3 separate regions of the Mus musculus genome follow, and regions 2 and 3 are each linked to region 1. The links are chromatin contacts, called in public targeted proximity ligation maps. All regions are on one chromosome and are shown on one strand. The core of a region is the stretch at or near the end of the contact, and the rest is flanking DNA. Distances in the headings are between cores, read along the strand shown. Region 1 holds the start of Zfand5 (zinc finger, AN1-type domain 5). Region 2 has its middle 10 kb from the start of Gm41818. Region 3 overlaps Gm38486 (a long non-coding RNA gene).

Evidence for each region.
Region 2: a targeted proximity ligation map of the 230-238 cell line shows a contact between it and region 1, with 19 read pairs. A contact is called at or near these places in 3 of 39 promoter capture datasets (the C10 cell line and pre-B cells), 3 of 484 Hi-C or Micro-C datasets (CD4 T cells, CD8 T cells and forebrain) and 8 of 130 datasets of targeted methods (the 230-238 cell line, the SCID.adh cell line, effector CD8 T cells and 5 more).
Region 3: a targeted proximity ligation map of the 230-238 cell line shows a contact between it and region 1, with 16 read pairs. A contact is called at or near these places in 1 of 39 promoter capture datasets (pre-B cells), 5 of 484 Hi-C or Micro-C datasets (B cells, adipose-derived mesenchymal stem cells, centrocytes and 2 more) and 5 of 130 datasets of targeted methods (the 230-238 cell line, the NIH/3T3 cell line, cardiomyocytes and 2 more).

Annotation. Positions count from the first base shown.
Region 1 is chr19:21,269,922-21,274,774 of GRCm38.p6, forward strand. Zfand5 (zinc finger, AN1-type domain 5) reads left to right here and starts at 2,357. Exons shown (of 6, transcript NM_009551.5): 1 at 2,357-2,821. It overlaps LOC115489044 (atherin-like), which reads left to right and starts at 1,537. Exons shown (of 2, transcript XM_030251153.1): 1 at 1,537-1,569; 2 at 1,854-2,821. The coding sequence starts at 1,537. The coding sequence ends at 2,546.
Region 2 is chr19:21,710,913-21,715,765 of GRCm38.p6, forward strand. No RefSeq gene overlaps it. Among named protein-coding and RNA genes, the nearest start is that of Gm41818, 10 kb to the right of the region's middle.
Region 3 is chr19:21,583,829-21,588,681 of GRCm38.p6, forward strand. Gm38486 (a long non-coding RNA gene) reads right to left here. Exons shown (of 3, transcript XR_003952926.1): 2 at 1-4,853. Among named protein-coding and RNA genes, the nearest start is that of Gm38486, 9.9 kb to the right of the region's middle.

The DNA.
Region 1 (4,853 bases), core at 1,107-3,606:
CTAAAATAGTTACATTTTTAATGAAAACACAGGAAGCTGTAAACTGAAACTGGATGGTTTGGAACTCCCCATCTGGCTGCTGTACCCCTGGAGATTTACCTGTCTCTGCCTCCTGAGTGCTTAGATTAAAACTGTATACCAACCACTACAGCCATTTTTTTTTTTTTTCTTCCTAGTTTGGTTTTTCAAGACAAGGTTTCTGTGTAGCCCTGGCTGTCCTGGAACTAACTCTGCTACCACTGCCCGACCTGCTGCCTTCTTTTTTGAGACAGGGTTTCTAGGCAGCTTTGGCTGTCCTGGAACTTGCCCTGTAGACCAGGCTGGCCTTGAACTCAGAGATCCATTTGCCTCTGCCTCCTTAGTGCTGGGATTAAAGGTGCGTGTATGTGTCACCATTAGACTTAGAGCATGTGGGTTTTTTGTTTGTTTGTTTTGTTTTCTCGTTTCCTCCCAAAATATTGACATGGGGTTATTGGTCCTCTTTAATCTCTTGATCTCTCAATCTCTGTCTGTGATGTTCCATTCCTTAACAGACTCTGCTTGTGCCTTTACTAACTAGACGTAGGCAGGTCTCTGTGAGTTCAAGGCCAGCTTGGTCTAAAAGGCAAGTTCCAGGTCAGTCTGGGCCACACAAAGAGACCATCTCAAAACAAACCAAACTCTCTCTTTAATAAGCTTATCAGAACAGCTCCTAGTAGAGACGGCTGGAGCTGAGGCTTCTCTTTCTTTCTTAAAACTCTTGTCACACTGCATACAATTTTATCTGTTTGTTTATGTGTCAATATTACCATGTGGTCACCATAAATGCATTAATACATGTAGACAATATACTGATTTTAAATTACTCGGATTTGTATTACTTGTCAATTTTAACTTACACTATTGATAAGTTTTGTTAGCATCAACAGCTTGATTTTAAAATGACTTTGTTGTTTAAATTGGACAAGATAAATTATAAAGCTCTTCTTTTTAAAATGGAAGAATAAAAAGAGACAGACAATAAGGTATGCTCTATTTAAAAAAAATCTCTGAAGTTATTTTTATCCTCATAATTACGGTTTCCATTAGTCTCTAGCGCTTCAGGCAAGAGCATCCTTCATCATGACTGCCTTACCCTGACAAATGGACAGGGAGGGCATTTTTCTCAGTAAACTGCTGTGATAAATAAGGAGACCCTAAATGAAAAATAGATGACACTGAAATGGCTGGTAAATGGTAGCAGTTAGTTTTATTATTTACTAGTTTACAGAAATAAATCCCAAAGATCCTAGGACAAATGACCCAAACTAAGTCTGAAATACATTACTTGACCATAGCAATATAACCCCGAAATAGGTTTTTAAAATGTATTATGTACCGGTTAGTCCACTTGCTGTGCAGGGAGCAGTTAGATTTGGAGCATCAGGGCAGCACCCCTCCCCCACACTACTTCCACAATATCACAAATACAAAATCTAGAAATGAGGTTCGTGTGTCCCAGTCAAGGCCAACCCTAGGGTACCTTAGAGATAGGCCTAGGGTTTTTAAATACCCGAAATGAAGGACCCTAAGTGCATAAATGCCGTTAAGGTAGCCCTTCAAGGCCTACGGTTCTTAAATACCCGAAGTGAAGGACCCTAAGTGCATATTTGTAGCTAAGGTAGTAGCCCTTATGGATTTCGGCAGAGACATTTTGTGACCAGAACCCACGGAGAGACCAGCAGAAAGCTTCTTCTGTTCGTGCTCTGGGCAGGTACCCAGCACCTTGCCCTTGCCTGGGGTCCGGCTTGTTTGTCCCTCTTGCTCCATCTCATCAGGCTTGTCAGGGTTCTCCGTGCTTCACTGGAATAGTAAATTTCCAGGGGTTTCTATAGGCTGGCTTAACAGTTCAGAACGGCGGCGCGGGGCTGGGGCTGGTGGGCGGTCCTAGCTCAGAGCTGGCAGCGCACCGCGACCTTGGGCGGTGGCAGGCGGAGCTGCGGCGACACCCGGAACCCTGCCAGCCTCCTCCGGGCCGTGCCTTCCCGTCCCGCGGGGAGGGGACCCCGGCGGAGCTGGGGACGAAGCGTGAGAAACTGGGCTGGTGTGGGTGGCTGAGGGCGGACAATAGGGTTAAAAATAGAAGCGCTGCCTCCGTGGACCCGCCGCAGCAGCTCCACCCAGGGCCCCGCGGGCCGGAGGGTGACTGGGCGACGGTGACCGCAGCCTCCGGACTCGCCCCGCCCCCAAGTGCGGCCCCGCCCCCGGCTAGTGCCTGCAGGTCAGGGGCGGGGCCTCGTCCCGCGACGTCATCGCGCCGCGGGCGTGCCGACCGGGTTTTCGCTGACGCACAGGCCCCGCCCCCGCCGCCCTTTCCCTCAGATCCCGAGCGCCGGTCAGAGCCAGAGCGTCAGTCGTCGGGATCGCTGAGCGGTGTGCATCTGGTCAGGCGTCCGCTCGCTGCCCGGAGTCGCGCAGAGTCTCTGGCGAACGCGGAAGCCCGAAGAGCGCAGTCCTCGGGCCCCGTCGGCGCTCAGGCCTCTCCGCGCGCCTCCTCACTCGGCCGGGACGTCGCTGTGGAGGCGTGAGGTGCCGGCGGCCGGGCGCCTGGAGCGGCGCTAGCCCCGCGGCCTGCGGTTCTTCTCCTCCCCCGCCGCCCTCCCACCCGAGCTGCGGCGGGGCTCGGCCGCCTCGGCGCTTCTGCACGAACAAAGGAGGCCTCCGCGGCGCCAGCGCAGCTCCGCCTGCGCTCCGCTCCGCTCCGGCCCGCGGCGGCCGCTAGCCAGCCCTTCCCGGAGGCCTCAGCCCGGCCCACCGCCCGGCGTCGCGCGCCAGCTCGCTAGTGCATCCGGGCCCCCGCAGGGTAAGTGGCGCGAGCCGGGACGGCGCGGGGGCGGGAGCACGCCCGATCGGCGAGCACAAAGACGGGCCCGGCCGGGCCAGCGGGCTGGACGGGACAATGCCCGGCGTGCCGCGGCGCCGGGTGCCGGCCGGCCGACCGACCGACAGGATAGACAATGGCAGAGGCGGCTACTGCCGCGCCTGGCTCCCTGCACAGCCGAGTTGTTCCGGCGAGGGACCGTCGAGTGCATGACTCAGTGGTTTTTGGAGCAGGCCCTACCGGGCTTCCCGGAGCGCGGCCTGCGCTGCGAGGGGGGTGGGGGGCCTCTGGGTCCCGAACTCGGTCGAAATCGCTGGAACCGGGACTGACGGCTCTTCTCCCGGAGGGTTTTTAGTTTTTTCCAATGCGGTTAAGCTTCTCCCTCAAAATCCTTTGCATGGAAGCAAGTCGAGCGCCTCTCCCTTTGTTTCTTTCCTACGTGAACATTTGTGAAGTTGACATTTTGCTTGCTTTCCGTGCACTCCGTGTAGTTGTATTCTGAGGGAAGGTATTATAAGCTAACTGTCGATTGGAGCTGCCTAAGAATATTACCTGAGATAATTAGAAGAAAATAATATATAGGTCAGAGCCTCCTTTCTTAAAATCGGTATTTAGTAATCAAGGGAATAGTAAGATAGTAATTAATTTTATCTTATTTTGATTTTTTTAGGTGAGATTTCATTATTCAACTGCTGAAAATATTTCACTTTTACATTTCAAGTTTGTTTTTGAAGTGTCTCGCCCCAAAATAAGGGATTTCTTTTAGTTGTTCTAAATTGTTTTGTGGCTGGAACCGGTATTAAGTATGGAAAGAAGCTCTTAGAAAAAAAAAACTATTTGACTGTTTGGCAGAGGTGTCTGAAATCTGGAGACTAAGGACTTGCACAAGGTCAGGCTTAGTAGCACATTAGAGTTTAGAGTTCGGGTCTGACCTCGAGGTTAGGGAGTGATCTTGCCATTTTGAACCATTGCCATTTTGAACCATGGTATGCACCTGAAACAGCTATTCCATACTTTAAAAGAAAACTTCATTCATTTCAGATTTTGAGTTGGAAAATCATTTTTAGTCCAGTGAGGTTTGTTTTAAGCTATGAGCTAAGAAAGAAAAAGCGTGAATTTAAACAAAACAGAGCATTCTAGCTATGCGGGAAAGGGTTTATGGATGACAAAGTTTTTAACAACTTGTTTTGCACCACCCCCGCCCCAGCCCCAATGTAAGGACAATACAGTATATCTAAACTAACAAAAACCCTATAGTTATAGTAACTGTAAAGAGTATTTGTGCTTCCATTCTTTCTCCTACTTATTGTGCCTACTTACTCTCCCCTTGCCCCACTTTTAATATTCACAATTTACTTTATGATTTATTCTGCTTGGGTATTGTGGATTGAAGGTGAGGCTGTTCTCTGATCCTGCATTAGAAAAACTTGGAGGCATTAATTGCATTTTGTTATGTGAGATATGTGAATGCTGCATCGTTAGTTCTTGGGGTTGTGTAGGAGTTGGCAGGCTCTGAGATATAAATAGAAGCTGATTTCAGAGGCCCCTGTTGACTAGGCTTTATGTGAGAGCCTCCATCCAGCTCAGCTTGTCACATTGCAGCCTTGTGACAGGCTGAAGCGCCCTCCCATGTGATCTAAGCTTCAGAGAAGTATTAAAGCAAGCTGTGCACATGTGATGGCATTTAAAATCTGACTTACTAGAAGGGAAGAAAACTATTGTCTTAGTTCTTGATATTTCTGTGTCTCTGCCTAAGATTTTAGTTGTTTTCTTAAGATCCTTATCTATGTGGGAGGAGGCCTTGGGTGGGATATTCTTCTTTACCATAAGAAAAGTGCTTTCTTATTAATAACTAAGGATTGTTGATGTGATCTGTTTGTTGGTCTTTGGCCGGTGTCCTCTGAAGTAGTCTAGTAAGTGAGATTAGCATAGTTTCTCGAGCAGGCTGATAAAAGCCTAACTTTTTGCATAGGGTAAAGGGCAGTACACTGCCCGGTGAAAATGAAGATATATA
Region 2 (4,853 bases), core at 1,214-3,713, 440 kb after region 1:
CAAGCATAGGTAGTTGCTATGTTAATTCTTGTTTAAAACGACCCTATATAAAAGTAATATTTTGTCTGTACATAGAATGTTCACAGCAAACATTGTTAACTGTGTTGGAATTCTTAGCAACCAGACTCTAGAGTCAGGAGTCCCTTTTATTCCTGTGCCCCCATAATTGTCCCTGTCTTCCCAGTCTGCCTCAAGACTACAACCAAAAGACATTTTTAGTAGAGGTATTTGTAAAAGTACAAGGTTAGCCAGGTGTGGCTTTAATCCCAGCACTCGGGAGGCAGAGGCAGGCAGATTTCTGAGTTAGAGGCCAGCCTGGTCTACAGAGTGAGTTCCAGGACAGCCAGAGCTCTACAGAGAAACCCTGTTTTGAAAAACCAAAACAAACAAACAAAAAAGTACAAGGTTGTATTTGGCAACCTGTGGAAAGCCACATGTGCCGTTGCAGGGTGGCACTGGCTACAGTTGGCCACCACGCATACATAGGCAGTAAAGTTTTTTGCCAAGATGAGGTTTTGAGAATTAACCAATCAGATGAGAGACATATTAACCAATCAGAAGAGAGACAAGTTAACCAATCAGATGAGAGAGAAGTTAACCAATCAGATGTGAGACATGCAAATGAGGTGGTAAGCATAACTCATGCATAACCAATCCGGGTGTGAGACACGCCTCTCCTAGGCCTATATAAGCAGCACCAGTTCTGGGCTTCGGGTCTCTTCGCCTCTGCAATCAAGCTCTCCCAATAAACATGTGCAGAAGGATCCTGTTGCAGTATCATTCTTGCTGGAGAGTCAGGGCGCGCACAGGAGCAACCCTTCTAAGGGGAAATTTTTAGATATGGACATAGGGGAAGAAAATCTAAATGGAATATGTTAACTTCCTCATCTAGGAAGACCTAGATACTAATTTCATGATACTGAAGTGGCTAAAATTTTCAGAAGAGAATAATGGAAGGGAGCAAGCTGCATTTGAAAGATATTTTCAAAGGACTTCCTTGATTTCTTAGCTGAGTACTACTCTGCATATCCAGTATGAAATCCCCACTTCTAGGAAAGAGTGAAGATTTCCAGGTTCTCACATGGCTTGGGGGCATTTGAATCCCATGCATCCAGACCTCAGGGACATCTCTGGACATGCAGGGCTACTAGAGATCTTTAAGAAAGCTCATATCTTAGTAATAGGTACTATAAAAGAAACACTAGTTTTAATATTTAAAAAAATGTAAACTGATCCAAGGGGTTGGCAATATAGGCCAGTGACAGAGCTCTTGCTGATCCTGTGGAAGTCCCTGGCTCAGTCCCCAGCAAAATAAAACAAAAGAAAACAAAATTTTAGCAATGTTTTTAAAGCCTTAAAAAAATTAAGGTAATCTTTGCAAATATTTGCCTGCAGGTGTTTCATGCTTGTTACCCACAATAAAACAAGATACTGAAGGAGGATGATCATGTGAGGCCAGCCTGGCTATATAGAGAGACCCTGTTGAATGGCAGGCAGGAAGGAATTTTTAAGGAGAAAACCAAAATTTCAACACTTCACATATAGTACAGCATCCAATAAAACTCAGCTTGTAAAAAAAGGGAATGGCTTCTGGCATTCTTCCCACACCTAGAAGAAAAGATGATACAAGTCCAAAAGTGACAGACATTATGGAATCACTAACCCGAGGGGTTGTCATGGCTAGTTTTTAAGTCCACTTGAGACAAGGTAATGTCATCTGAGAGGAGGGAACCTCAAATGAGAAAATGCCTCTATAAGATTGGGCTGTTGATAAACCTGTAGGGCAGTGGTTCTCAACCTGTGGGTCAAGATCCCTTTGGAAGGTTGAACAAGCCTCTAACAGGGGTCACCTAAGACCATAGGAAAACAAGGGTCCACAACGGGTGATGATGTAGCTAAGCCACTGGCATTGAGTGGCTGAGGGATTTACAAAACAAGTTCCAGGACAGCCAGGGCTACTGGGAGAAACTCAAACAAACAAAGAAGGGGATAGCATTACATGATTTTTCTATTTAAAGAGAGAATTTGTATCTGAAAAGTTATCTCTGCTGACCAAATGAGACCATTAAAGACAAATTAAAGTATAAAGGCAGGTTTATTGTGTGTGGGAGCAGCTCCTGGTCTAGTTCGCTGATCACACAGGAGGGGGGTCAGTGAAGTTGTTGTGGAAAGGGAGAGAGGGGAGAGGGAGGAGAAAGAGAGAAAGCGGCTCCCAGAGGGAGAAGAGAGTGTATCAGGATGTCTAGAGTATATAGTGAAGAGCCACTCCTGTGAGAGGAAACCCAGCCCTTGGGTTGGAAACTTCAGCATAAGACAGTAGGGTATGCCAGCCAGGCCCTGTAACAGGTAGGGACTGAGGGTTGCTGGGAGAAACTGGAGGCAAGGTCTGCTTTGATATGTTAAATATACTCTTCAGTTGCTTGTTCTGGGTTTGAAACCCAACAGTAGCCACTCAGTTTGGGATTTGTCTCTGTGTGGTTCTTTGTATCTGCATTTTCTTCCTTCCACACGTGGTGGTGGTGGTGGGGTGGGAGGGGCTTTATCTTTGGCCTCTTGTTTCACTTCTCATTTCTCCCTTCCTTTTCCCTCTCTTCTCTCCTTTCAGAATTTCTCATGCTCTGCCAAGAATGGATACTTTATGAAGCTGTTATATCATCCTAACCTGAGAAAATAAAGCAAGCAGTAACCACTGTGCCAGATTGCCTTCTGTTGCTGCAATAAATACTGTGGCTGCAAACAACTTGAAGAGGAGAGGGTTTATTTTCTGCTTACAACATGGTTCTAATGCTTTGATTGGGAATCTGTGTGAACGCTGAAGGTTCTGTTCTCCAATTGGTTGTTGATCGATCAATAAAGATGCTAGCAGCCAATGGTTGGGCAGAATAGGTGGGACTTCCTGGTTCCTGAAGGTAGGCTAGAAGAGACAGAAGAGAGAAGGAGGGAGAGTCTCCAGCCATTGGCTGCTTTCCCAGCTGTCCCTGGGGTAGCAGGCAAGAGACTAGAAACACAGCTAAGCAGAGGACAGAGCAAGGGGAGCTGAGCAAGGAGAAGGTAACCAGGCAACTAAATTGAGGGGAGATTTAGAGGTGTTGAGCTGGGAGTGAAGGTAAGGGCACATTAGCCTTGGGAGGCTTAGAAGTGCCTGACCATTGAGCTAAAAAGCATATTTAAAAGCAAGCTGTGTGTGTGTCTTTCATAAGCAGATCCAAGGGAACGGGGGCATTGGTAGTGTGGTCCACGTTGAGCTTAAAGCAGGATAGTAGAAGTTACACACTTCAGTCCAGTCCATCTTTGAGGTATCCTGGGCAGAAATCTGGAGGCAGGGAACTGAAACAAAAGCCTGATTTGCTCTGCCCCCCTTTTCTCAGCTTCCTTTCTTATACAATGTAAAACCACCTGTCCCCGGGTGCCACTGCCCTCCCAAATCAAGCATTAATCAAGAAAATGCCCCAAGCTTGCCTACGGGGTAGTCTGTTGGAGATAATTTGTGTCAAGCTTTCAAAACGGAAACAGAAAATCTACCAGCATACCAGGAAACCACGAATGCTTACTATTGTGAGAGCCAACGTTTTGTTTTGATGACTGCCTAAGAGAGCCAGGAAACAAAAAATGCTTCTAACCTGTAAGCCCCTTGCCCTAATGCTCCAAAATGGTGGAGGCTATTGTTTATGGGAGATTACAAGCCTCTTGTTTCCACTCCCCTAAACAAGTTTGTTTGACCCAACTGCACTGGACGTATTTGATCACATGTGGTAAGTGTGCCAGAAATACATCAGGATGTAGACTTGCCCTTGATTTGCCCTGGTCAGAAGTACTATGGCCTTCTGGGATTGCCTTTTAAAAGTTTATGCGAGGCATAAGTCAGCCATTTCCTGGGGAGAGAGTCCATCAACCTGACCAATATTTAATTGGCTTTAAAATGTGGCGGCGGCAGCAGCAGTGGTGGTCTTTTTATCGAACAGTGGACTTAACACCATTTTATGATAAAATGTAAAAATCTCTGGTGTCAGGAAATAAGTGAGTTGTTGATTCATTTTGAAAATAAACAGAATCTGACCTTCTCCACTGCCATCGGGGGAGGTGGGCTACTCAGGTTTTGTTGATTTAGGTTAGCTGACCGCATTTGTTCCCCACCCTAGCAGCATGTACTAGGCATGGTGCCAAGGGAATAAATTCTCCTGTAGCGCCAAGCTTCAACTCTGTCTGCAAGTAAAGTAAGAGGGCATGCAAGGACAGTCTCTTTCCGCTACCATAGCCGTTACTCATGACGTCATATTTCTCATTGAAACACAATTAGCCATGCACAAACCTCAGCGTTTTAAAACTTCAGACAACTGATAGCATCTGACGAAGATGCCAGGACATCACATGGAATTCCAGTCACACTGTTTGCTGTGGTCTTATCGGGTTCAGGCTAACGCATGTCAGAAGGGACTAAAGGCTGTCCTAGATTCTAGTCTTTTGTGAACAAAACAGAAAACAACTGAACATACCCATGGGACATAGCATAGTCTGCAGATTCCTGTCGTTAAATGGAGTGTGGCAGCAGGAAGATACTAAAAGTAAAACGTGTTCAGACTGGAGAAAAATGTAAAGAGAAAACGATGGAGAAAGCTCGTTAGAGAAGGGCTTGTTTTGATTTTTATGATTTCTGGGGGAGTGGCTGATTGATGTTTGATTGATACGTTCCTTTTTGAAAAGAGAAATATTTAATGTTTATGTGTATGAGTATTTCGTCCCTAGGTCTGTATGTGTATTGCACATGCCTCTGGTGACCACAGAGGCCAGAAGATCCACTAGAACTGGAGTCACAGTTTTTGGTGAACTGCCACGTGGGTTCTGGGAACTGGACT
Region 3 (4,853 bases), core at 1,018-3,517, 310 kb after region 1:
CAGAATGTTCATAATGTCGATATTTTCTGGGTAGTGTGGAAAATATCTTCAGCTTGAGATCAAAGCAGGAACTGATTCTATCATACGAAAATAGAGAAGAGAAATGAAACTGCAGATGCAAAGCAGGTGTGGACACTCACTTATATCTTAAATTGTATTTCTATACAAGCTCGATAAAAAAAAAAAAAAACCCTTAGGTTTTGATTGACACAAACAAAGCCTTATGGCCACTTGAGTATGGAACAAAATAAAATCGGGACCATTGCAGCAGCGATGTAAGGGAACAAGTCCAAACCAGGGTCCAAAGTGAACCCATGTAGGCCTTGCAACCACGCTGCTCTCACGACTGTTACCCCTAGTTCTGGTGGACAGTAAACAACAGCATCAATAAGCTGTATTGTTTGAGGGACTTAAAGGACCTTCCTAGTCCTGACAGGGAGGAGCCCCACCCCTGACACTGGAATGTTCTGGCATCTGGGAACATCTTTTTCCATTCACAGTGGGTACCTTTATCAAACTCCTCTAACCTTCCTTTTAACATTCACAGTACAGGCTGTTGGAGGATTTTCTCTTTCACCCTTTTGGGTGTCATCTGTTACTTATCCAACCATGAAGCGATCAGGAATTTGACAGCCATGCCGGGTCCTCGCATCCTGCATCCTCGCATCCTGCTAGGATTTCCCATCCTAGCTCCTTTTGGCGTGCTTGCATGTCTGTTTGGTGCAATCTGCACATCTGTGAAACACCTAGTGATTAGCATTATATAACGAACACTTTCTATGGGGTGGGGGCAGGATCTCTGAATCCCTCCCCCTCCCAGTCCGAGTGGCAGTTGTTCTCAGGAGTCAGCTGCTAAGGGGACACTAAAGAAAGCTGTCAGCAAGACCCACCACAGCATATTCCAATCACATGTATCAACTGTTTTCTCAAAAGAGCAATGTACAGGTGGGGAGCATTACTTTGTTTCCCCCGTTGTAGGACACAATTTATAGGAAAAAAAGATACAAAGAATTTATAGACCCAGAAAAGTGATTAGTTCCTTGGGGATTCAGTTAGGAAACTGGAGTATAAGTAGACATATAGGAACCTGATGGGGTGATGGTCTAAAGCTGGATTGTGGTGATTATTATATAACATTATACAAATTTACCAAATCACTAAATTATATACTTTTCAAAATTAGGTAAGTTTATGTTGTGTAAATTGTACTTCAAATTTAAAGTATAGACAGAATTGTCACCCCCATTATGGAAAAGGCTTTTATAGCAGTTCACAGAATTTACAAAATAACGACGGGTGATATTTTTATCCTCATAATTTCCAGGCTCCCAAATTTCTTTTGAAAAGGAAAACAGCTATAGCTGTCAATAGCTGAATTGGACACCTTAAGTATAGATCAAGAAAACTATATAACTAAGGGATATTGCAAAGTCAGTAACATACTGTTAATTGAATTTGTATTTAATTAATTACAACTACCACATGCACACTCACTAGACATCTAAGACACCTTTCGTCAGACTACTAACTGTGTGAGTTGAGCATGTGGCTCATCAGCTCTGTGATATCAATGGAGATGCTGAGTGGTCAGTGCCCCTAAGCTGAAACTCCCCCAAGACTTTATGCCTCCTTGATACAATGTTGAACGAGGGAGAGCAAAGAGACTCAGTTCAATTCCATCTGCTCAGTCCTCTCTGGAGCTTAGAGAGAGAGACACATAGTTGACTTCGTGGGCTGTGGGGTGTCCAGTGAATGGGCAAACTATACTTGGGAAGAAGCTCACAGAACAAGAGGAGACGTCATGACTGGATAAAAACAGAAAGGCTGGATGGTCCGATGTCTGTCCAAACATGGTGTAGACCATTTTATGGATTTGGGTTTTTTTTTTTTTTTTTTTTTTGGTTTGGTTTGGTTTCCATTTTGTTTTATATTTATCTCCCTCTTGTCCCCAGGGGTCACTACAGTGGTACAGAGTTATGTCACTATAGGCTATAAAGCAGACCTTTCATGATTGGCTACCTCAAACAAAGGCTTCCTTGCTGTAGAAATTTTCTTTTGATGTAGGGTCTCTTCACTGATTTGTGAGGCCTTCACAGAAATGTGGCATCAAGCATGCCCAGCAGTCCTTACTGAGGTCTTCCCACATATAAATAAATCAGCTACTTGACAGGACCTCAAAAGTCCTTGTCCATGGCCAAGAAGTGAGTTTCAAACCCTTCCCCAAGTCATTTACAGGAAACACTTGCCGGTTCCAGTAAGTTGTCTCTGCCCATCCACTGGCAGCTGCTTGCCCTGCAGCTGTCTTGTGGCAGCTGGCAGCCACCGTGTTGGAAGGTGAGAAGTGGGTGAATCTTATTTTTAACTGTGTAACCACTCTTACACTTCCATGCAGTGTAACCAATATGCTCTTGGGTAAAATAAAATGAATTCACCATTCTCGCTGTTTTCAGACTTTCTGAGCATGAAAAAATTTAGAACACTAAATTTTTTCCTCCAGGGGAACAATTAGACCCATTGGTTCAGAGTACATGACCAGAAAGACATATTAAATGTAAATTACAGTTTGAAAATCATTTCATGGGGGCTGGAGAAATGGCTCATCGTTTAAGAGCACTAGCTGCTCTTCCGGGGACCTGGGTTCAGTTCCCAGCATCCACATGGTGGCTCACAACTGAGGTCTGACTCAAGTCCCAAGGGATCCAATGTTCTCTTCTGGTCTCTTGGGCACCAGACATGCATGTGGTACACAAACATACATGCAGAAATACTTGTATACATATCAAAAATTAAAATGAAAATAAACCATTCTGATTTATATTTCCTGACTTAGTAAAAAACAAAACAGTGTAACATCCTGGGCTGAGGGACATCAGGGCTGTCCTTCAGAGTGTCTAACCTTGAGTGGCCCTGGCCATTTCCACAGGGCTGATTCATTTCCTGTACCATTGAGATCACTGTACCCAGGTCACCATGATCTTTCTTGATAGTTGTAAAATAAACTTAAAAACCACAGATTAACAAAAACATACTCTACAAATGGGCTTAGGATTAGTCGAATAAAAATAAAATGTAGATTGGATAAGATCATGCTCAACTGTATAACAGGCAAATGTGCATCTTAAATAAGAGATCGTTGTAAAGGACAGCGCTTTGAAACTCACTTTCCATTTTTAGTTAACTGTTATTTCAAAAATAAACCCCTCCATCAATTGATTTCCTCAGCATTCTGTGGATATGCATGTGATAGCAATTAGTCCGAGCTTAACAAATAAACCAAAACAAATTGTAAGGTTATTACTGCCAGAAATATACTTTCCAAAGCTTGCTGCTGCACCCAATTTGCAAGTGGTATTGTTGAAGGGTCTACATCTCACAAGTATTAAAAATAACCCAAAGCAAGCCTAACTCTTAAGCAATTTCATTGGCGGAGTCTGCGTCCTTCTTTAGTGGAAAGAGATTTTGTGTCAAACTTCCTTTCTTTGCTTTTATCCAAGAATCTTGGTTGACCTGCTCTGCAAGCTCACAAACCTCTTAGGCTAAACTGAAATAAAATGTTTAAGCCAAAAATGACTAGAGAATACTTCCTTTGTGGAAATAAAAGGGGTTTCTTGGCTCGGTGGGTAAAAGCACTTGTCACCAAGCCGGAAGACCTGAGTCTGATTCCTTGAGCCTATAGAAGGGAAGGCAAGGGCTGACTTCTTTGAGTTGACCTCTGACCTGCATTTGTGCTCTGTGGCATTCATGGAGACATGTGTTCTGCTGGATAGTTTTATGTCGAGCTGACACAATCTAGAGCCATCTGAGAGGATGGAACAGTTGCTCAATCAAGAAAATGTCAACCCATAAGATTGGGCTGTAGGCAAGTGGGAAGAACATTTGCTTAATTAATGCTTGACAGGGCAGGCTCAGCTCATTGTGAACGGGGCCACTCCTGGACCGGTGGCCCTCTGTTCAATAAGAAGGCAGGCTGAGCAAGCCATAGGAAGCAAGACAGCAAGCAGCGCCCCTCCATGGGCCTCTTCATCAGCCCCTCTTCCAGGTTCCTGCCCTGCTTGAGTTCCTGTCTTGATGAACAGTGCTATAGAAGTGTAAGCCAAAAAATCCCCCAAGTTGCTTTGGTCATAGTGTTTCACCACAGCAAAAGAAATATTACCCAAGACATGCACATACCAAAAGTAAATATGTATTTTTAAAATTGATCTTACAGAAGCCAGGGTCTCCAGATGCTGGGAAGAGCAGGAGTAAGAGGCACAAGAAAAGGTGGATCAGTGGGTACTAACTCTCAGCTACACAGGAGGAGGAAGATGGGCTAACGAGGGTACCTATGGATAATGATAATTCACTGTATTGCAAAAAGCTAGAACAGGTGTTGAATGTTTTTATCATAAAGAAACTGTAAATCTTTGAGATATTGAACCTGATCTATACATTATATAAAACATACAATTTATTAAAACATCATATAGGACACAAAATATCCCATATTTATTTTGCTTTTTTTTATTAGTCAATTTAAAAGCAAATTTCAAGTAAACGTAAAGGATTGAAAACAGCTGCAAAAATAATATTTATAAACTTCTTGACCAGAGCAGCTGCTATGTGTCAGGCATTTTCTATATAAATTTACTGCAGGTATACAGTTGTGATCCCAACCTTGTGAGACAAAGGCATGGATGGAAAGGAGCTCTCGCTGGAAACCAACCTGGGGCCGCGATGGACAAGGCAAGGGTCGGATTCAAGTAGTTCTTTCTCCCTTCCTTTATGGCTTATTCGTCCTTAGGTCAGGAAGATCATCTGACCAAGGCCAGGATTTGACCGAAATGTACCATTATTTTGTAACTCTTACTGTTACT